Linked DNA regions of Rattus norvegicus: region 2 is linked to region 1. A link is a contact called in public Hi-C data. All regions are on one chromosome and are shown on one strand. The core of a region is the stretch at or near the end of the contact, and the rest is flanking DNA. Distances in the headings are between cores, read along the strand shown. Region 1 holds the start of Rab13 (RAB13, member RAS oncogene family). Region 2 has its middle 24 kb from the start of Slc27a3.

Region 1 (3,496 bases), core at 440-2,939:
TCTCCTCTCCTCGCCTTGCCTCGCCTCTCTCCTCCCCTCCCTCTCTTCCCTCAACTCCCCTCTATTCCCTGTAAACGCTATTCTATATACTTACTATACTGTGTGTGGCTGGTACAGGGGTGGGGTGGGGGATGCCTCAGCATGGGCCTGCAGACCTTACTGAACTTCCATGAAACATATCTCTGCTCTTTCTTTTTATAAAACACATTATGTGTGCCTACACATACAAGTAAATATAACGAATGAATAAACTAAATAGTTATTTGTGTGTGGTAGTCAATATGGATTGTCAACTTGACAGGATCTAACATCACCGAGGAATCCAATCCCTGGACATGTTCTAGATCGAGGAAAGTTCTAGCTTGGATTATGTGAGGTGGAAAACCCCCACCTGACAATGAGTGGCACCATTCACCGTCCTGAATAAAACAGAGAGAATGAGCTGGGCACCAGCATTCATCTCTCTCCTCCTGATTTCCGAGGAAAAGTGACTAGATACCTCACGTTCCTATTGTCATGTAGACTGTACCTTCTATGAGCCAGAGCAAGCGTCTGGTAAACTGTTTTTGTCAAGTAGTGGGGGGGGGGGGAAGGTAACTGATACATTGTTGATACATTGTGTTTGTATCAAAGGACAAAAGTAAACATAGATTATGGCAAACATAATGTAACAAATTAAGACACTTTCTCACAGTCAGTACTCAAATGTTAGGGACTTTTTCTTTGTTTTTTTTTTTTTTTTCTTTTTTTTGGAGCTGGGGACCGAACCCAGGGCCTTGCGCTTGCTAGGCAAGCGCTCTACCACTGAGCCAAATCCCCAACCCCTCTTTCTGTGTTTTTTTTCCCCTTTTTTAAAGGGACTGAAAAGATGACAAGCGCTAGCTGCTCTTGTAGAGGATCTGGGTTCAGTTTCCAGCAGCCATATGGCAGCACCTGTAGACTCTCAAACTCCATTCAGGGGCTCATTGCTTGCTCTCTTGTAGCCTCTGCAGACACACTAGTCATCTAGTGCATAAACACATGTAGGGAAAGCACTCCTGTATAAAGACAGAAAGCTGTGCCTGGGGGCCGGCCAGTAATCTGCACACTTGAGAGATTGAGGCAGTAGGATTACTTGACCTTGAAGGCCGGTTGCACTACTGAGTTCTAGGCTCGCTCCAGAAGGTGAACCGGCTACGTGTGCTTTGAGTGTAATTGATGGGGCTGATTTTTATCATTTCAGTTCTTCACTCTGCTCCACCAGGGGGCAGACGGATCCAGCATACTAACCTCCCAACCCGCTTCTTTTCAAAGGGAATTGGGATTTGTAAACTTAAGAAGCGCAGTGCTGACAGAAAGTTCTTAGGACCTTTATCATAAACTCAAAAGCTTATGAATAGCGCCTCAGCCCTTTATCAATTTCCAGTGCCACCCCTCTCTCCACCACTGGTAAATTTCTTTCCCTCTTTCCCTAATCTTTTTAAAATTCCTCTTTCTACTTCGGTAGAAAGAGAGGAAAGACAGCTAGCCAAAGGCAATGGGAAGGGCTAGGGAGACTGGCTCTTCGAGGCCGGGGAGGCAGCGCCCGGACTGCTAGAGCTGGACAGGCCTCTCCACTAGCGAAGAGGGGTGGAGCCCGGAGCAGGGCCGCCTCTCTTCTTTTCCCGGGGCCTGGGCGGAGAGGGAGGAAAACTTCCTGGCTGGGACTCTGGCGGTTTCTGCCTGCCAACCCTCCGATCCCGCCTACCAGCGTTGGCTCTTCCCGACCCCTCCCCCGGCGCCCCCAGTGTCCGCCATGGCCAAAGCCTACGACCACCTCTTCAAGTTGCTGCTGATCGGGGACTCGGGGGTGGGCAAGACTTGTCTCATCATTCGCTTTGCAGAGGACAACTTCAACAGCACTTACATCTCCACCATCGGTGAGCCCACAGTCTGTGTACCAGACCCCAGACCCACCCTCTGCCCACCCTCATACACGGGCTCCTGAAAGACTAAGGAACCTACTTTTTTGATCCCCTTAGAGAAAGACACTAATTTTCAGTCTGTCGACCCTGCCCCAGACCCATCCCCCATAATGTCCCTGAATAACACTCAAAACTTCAAGCCTTTCTGATGATTCCAGGTAGCCCCAGTTGCTGCCACCCACCCCATTTCTTGGTACTATCTCCCTAGTCTCTTTAAATCCTCATAGGTTATTTTCATTTCCATCTGCTTCCTTCTTCAATACATCTCTTCACCTAAACTCTCTAGATTCACTCTTCACAATTTCTCTTTTCCCTGCTTCCCAGTTCTGTTGGCTTTTTACTGACCCACTGGGCTCCAAACTTCCCCCAGCACGGGTTGGCTCTACCTTCAAATCATCCTTCTAGCCCCCTTACCTCAGCAAGGTACTGCAGAGTGGCTGACTGTGCTGCCGAGTGGGGAAAGTGGAAGGGAGGGGACTCTGGGGTCTCTGAGTAAGCTTTGGCACTCAGACACTTTTAGGAGTCCCCCAAGAGACCTGGGAGATGTGCCCAGACTTCCAGTAAGAAGAGTATCCTTTCCCCTTTTCCCTCCTCCCTTCCTCTCTTTATCTTTCTTCATTCCCTCTTGACTGGGAATCTCATCTCCCCTGGTGACAAAAGGGAAAGAATCAATCTCTCTCTCTCTCTCTCTCTCTCTCTCTCTCTCTCTCTCTCTCTCTCTCTCTCTTTTCCTGTGCCCACCTAGCTCACTAGTTAATTCACATAGACTCAGTCAGCTGCCTTTCTCATTCCTCACTACCCCCAAGGGTGAGCAGGGTGGGTGGTGGACCTGAGGTGTCTGTTGGGGGAGGGGGAAAGAAGAACGGAACAGTGTGGTAGAGATGGAGGGAAAAGTTGTCAGCTGGCATGCTTTTAGCCCGCCCGAAGAGTTTCACCACCTTTCTCCAAAACGTCATAAAGTCTGAGGAAAAACAGTATGCTTACCATTGGACTAAAGCTTTGGAAAGCTCTCCTATTCACACATCCAGCCCCCACTCTCTCCCCCCATCCCTTTCACACATTCACCCATGCTTCCCTGGCTTTCACACCCTTCACCCCAGGAATTGATTTCAAGATCCGAACTGTGGAAATAGAGGGGAAGAGAATCAAACTGCAAGTCTGGTAAGTAAGCTGCCCAGCTCTCCGGACCAGACTGACCTTTGAACCCACCCTCCCCCACTTGCAACCCCCCCCTTTCAGTTCTTCTATCTTACTTTTTCTCTTTTCAGTTTAGTTTTTGTTTTTTTGGGTTTTGTTTTGTTTTGTTTTTTAGACACAGTCTCATGCAGCCCAGGATGGCCTGGAACTCACTATGTAGCTGGTAGCTGAGAAAGAAAGACCTTTATTAGCTCCTGTCTCCTGTGTTACAGGCATGTGCAGGCATGTGGCACCATGTTGGTCTTTCTGTTTTGCTTTCTTCCCTTTTTTCCCCTGGTCCAGTACATCTCCTAATTCTTCCATTTCGCTTAGTCAGCTATCAGCTGGCCCTGCGTCTCTCTTCCTGGTGTCCCACT
Region 2 (3,496 bases), core at 535-3,034, 160 kb after region 1:
ACTCTACAGCGCTGAAGCAGCTGTCACACTGCTACCAGCGAAGGAAGCAGCATGGGGGAGAGGCCTACCTGGCACCTTTGTTGAATGAGCCCTTCAATGGGGTTATAGGCTGTGGCAGCCTCTAGGCTAAATACATTCTCAAGTGTGCCTTACCTCATGACCTCTTGGAAACTAGCTTGATATCTCAGTATCCTCTCTCACCAGCTACATGCCCAAAGCCCTCCATAAGGGAACTTACACTGCTCCTGATACCTGACTGGTCCTTCCAGGCTTCCCAGGGAAAGCAGAGGAGGCTACAGGAGCTGCAGCTGGACTAAGGAAGAGACTCCCAACTGCTCTGTCAGACTGAAGGGCAGTGGGAAAGCCTAAGAGACAATCAGAAGCAATCCGTTAGGTCCCAGAAACCTATCTTTTTGGGGATCACTGAGGTAGGTAGGGCCCAAAGAATGACTTCCAGAACATACCTTTGGACAGAACTGGGTTAGAGCCAAGAACTCACTCTTGGCCCTTGCACCCAATCTGTGACTGAAGGCCTTGCTCTCTCACACATCCATGCCCACCTTGGGCTGGCCAGAGGTAAAGCAATGTCTTCCTGGGACACTTCAGAGATGAACAGAGTCATACTCTGTAGACTCCTGGGAGTTGGGCATGGCTCTGGGTTCCCTATCACAGGCCATGTGGGCACTGACTTGATAAGAGCCCATGTTGTTTTCTGCCACCTGTCGGTAAATAGCCTCATCTTCAGCAGAGACCCCACACACTCTTAGTGTGCCAAAGAAAAGCCAAAACATATGGGCTGAAGGAAGTGCTCTCAAGGAGGAGACAGACCTGCTCAGAGAGAGGACTGATCAATGTGTGCAGCACTAACGTACAGAGCAGGCAGGACAGAGGTACTTGCTAGAAAGAGAAGAGAAGGAAGGGGTGGGGGTGTGTGTGTGTGTGTGTGTGTGTGTGTGTGTGTGTGTGTGTGTGTGTGTGTGTGGTGTATGACAGTAGGGTACAGATCTAGAGAGCACTGTGGACCATCTGGCAGGGAGAGGTAAGACCTTAGTACCTGTTGTGAGTTTGATCTTATTCCCAGAACAGCACCTTTCCATTCCTCAACTAAACCAGTCCAGAGTCAGTGAGACCCTGAGCCCCACAGGAATCTTGCTCCAGGACTAACTGTGGCCACTAGACAAGCAAGGAGAGTTGGGCAGGTGAGGAAGTGAGGAAGGCATCCAGAGACCCAGCCTTCCTGCCCCCTGCCTTCTAGACCCTCTCCTGACCTAGAGAGAGAGTGTTCCCAGTCCCTTCCTGCCGAGCCCTGGAGCACGCTGCCCAGCCTTGTACACTTGTGCTGGACACAGGTGCATGATTGATTAGGGGCACAGACATAGACCCCTAAGTGCTGGACAGACACGTCAGAAATCACCAGGTTTCCCGTACCCACAATTTGGAGGCCCTCAACACTTGAGGGAGCAGCCATCTGTGGGAAAGTGTCCGGAGTAAGAGCAGTAGCCTGGGGAGGGTGGGAGAAGGGCAGCTCCATATCCAGGAGGCTCAAGGAACAAGTGGCTATACTGGGACGAGGGGACTGTGACAGATTCCAACGCCTGGGTCTGGTGCACTGTGGAGTTAGGTTCTGAGGCCAGGCAGAAGCCTACTGTGAGGTGGGCTAATACTCAGATAGGGAGAACCCTTGCTATCTCCCACATGGTTTCTGCTCCAGGAGCTTCCAGCCAGCAGACATCTGTGGCCCGGTTTTAGAGCTGCCCGTAGAGCTGCAGTTTGATCCCTAATTTACAAGTAAAATGACCTGCCCAAGCTGGCTGTGGTGATTCAGAGTTGTGTATAGGCTGGAAGAGGATATTCCTGAGTTGGAGGCTAATCTGGGCCACAGGCCAAGTTTAAAGCCATCTAGGACTATATTGTGAGGGGGAGGAAGAACAAAATAGAGAGTGAGCTTGTATCCTGTGTGACAAACCTTAGCCGGCCTCACCTTCCCTCTGAGGCTCCCCTAGGCACTCAAGAATTACAGACTCTTCCTCCAAACAAGAGAATGTGGGGGTTGGGGATTTAGCTCAGTGGTAGAGTGCTTGCCTAGCAAGCACAAGGCCCTGGGTTCGGTCCCCAGCTCCGAAAAAAAGAAAAGAGAAAAAAAAAAGAAGAAGAAGAGAATGTGTAGGGGAGAAATAAACTAAACGGTTTTGGTTTTGTGCCTAAACCACATGTTCCTTATGTGACCCGCCCTCCCACCCCCATTTATTATGGAAAACAAAACCCACCACCACCACCAAGGCTATGGGCACACTGTCACTGTCCTCAGCACAGGGTGAAAACCAGCCTTGGCTTTTGTTTTTGTTTGTCTGTTTTTGTTTGTTTGGTTTTGCTGTCATCCTTAGTCATCTTTTTAAACCTTGTATTTTCTGGGGTTTTTTTTTTTAAAGATCTATTTATTATGCATACAGTGTTCTGCCAGTATGCCAGCAGAGGGCATCGGATCCCATTACAGACAGTTGTGAGCCACCACGTGGTTGCTGGGATTTGAACTCAGGACCTCTGGAAGAGCAGTCAGTGCTCTTTTTTTATTATTATTATTTTTTAGTAAGCATTTTTTTCTTTAAAGATTTATTTATTTATCATATACAAGTACACTGTAGCTGTCTTCAGACACACCAGAAGAGGGCATCGGATCCCATTACAGATGGTTGTGAGCCACCATGTGGTTGCTGGGAATTGAACTCATGACCTCTGGAAGAGCAGTCGGCGCTCTTAACCACTGAGCCATCTCTCCAGCCCCTTCTGCTCCTTCGTAACATGAATTAAACCTTCCATAAGTGCCCTCACTTAAAACTACTCAGATGAGACCATGAGTCTCTAGAATGAAAATTTTAGCAGGGTCGTGTGGTGCAGGCCTGTAAACTCAAGCTACTGGGGAGGCTAACACAGGAGGATCCCAAGTGTTAAGCCTGTCCAGGGCCTGCTAGGACAGCTCAGAGGGGTAGAGCGCCTGCCCAGCATGTGTAAGGCCCTAGACTAACTTCTCAGCACCATAAAGCAGAACAGTACTAATGAGCAAATCATACACTCCCAAAATCTCAGTTCCTGAGAGGCAAGTGCAAGGAGGAGCAAGGGTTTGAGGCTAGCCTGGGTAGCCTGTCCAGAGAACCCAGGTTTTGTTCTCGGCGCTGACGTCAAGCAGGCCCACAACCACCTGTGGCTCCAGCTGCAGAGACTCTGGTTTCCCTGAGTCCCCAACCGCACAGGGCAGACACACGTGCACACTCGCAGCTAAAAATAAAACAATGTCTAATGTTTTCCTTTTAAAAGGTGTTTTAGATCTTATTTATTCTATATGTATCCATGTGTGCCTCCATGTGTATCTGTGCAATGTGTATGTGTGTAAATGCCTGGTACCTGCAGGACAGAAGACATCAGGTCCCCTAGAACTGGAGTCGCACATGGTTGTGAACCACCGTGTGAGAGTTGAAAACATCTCTCCAGCTGCAGAATA

Evidence for each region. A called contact is a pair of places that touch in the nucleus more often than the background predicts.
Region 2: a contact with region 1 is called in a Hi-C map of prefrontal cortex, with 4 times the contacts expected there. The contact joins the enhancer-like site here to the promoter of Rab13 in region 1. A contact is called at or near these places in 12 of 12 Hi-C or Micro-C datasets (the A7r5 cell line, the Rat2 cell line, Schwann cells and 7 more) and 1 of 1 datasets of contacts at active chromatin or transcription factors (oligodendrocytes).

What each region holds. Positions count from the first base shown.
Region 1 is chr2:177,971,281-177,974,776 of GRCr8, forward strand. Rab13 (RAB13, member RAS oncogene family) reads left to right here and starts at 1,690. Exons shown (of 8, transcript NM_031092.2): 1 at 1,690-1,898; 2 at 3,044-3,104. The coding sequence starts at 1,775.
Region 2 is chr2:178,129,662-178,133,157 of GRCr8, forward strand. No RefSeq gene overlaps it. Among named protein-coding and RNA genes, the nearest start is that of Slc27a3, 24 kb to the right of the region's middle. Within about 2 kb of position 1,785, at least 8 of the 93 cell types and tissues checked have an H3K27ac peak or open chromatin away from gene starts, as enhancers often do. A contact at or near this core is called in prefrontal cortex, where this site is marked.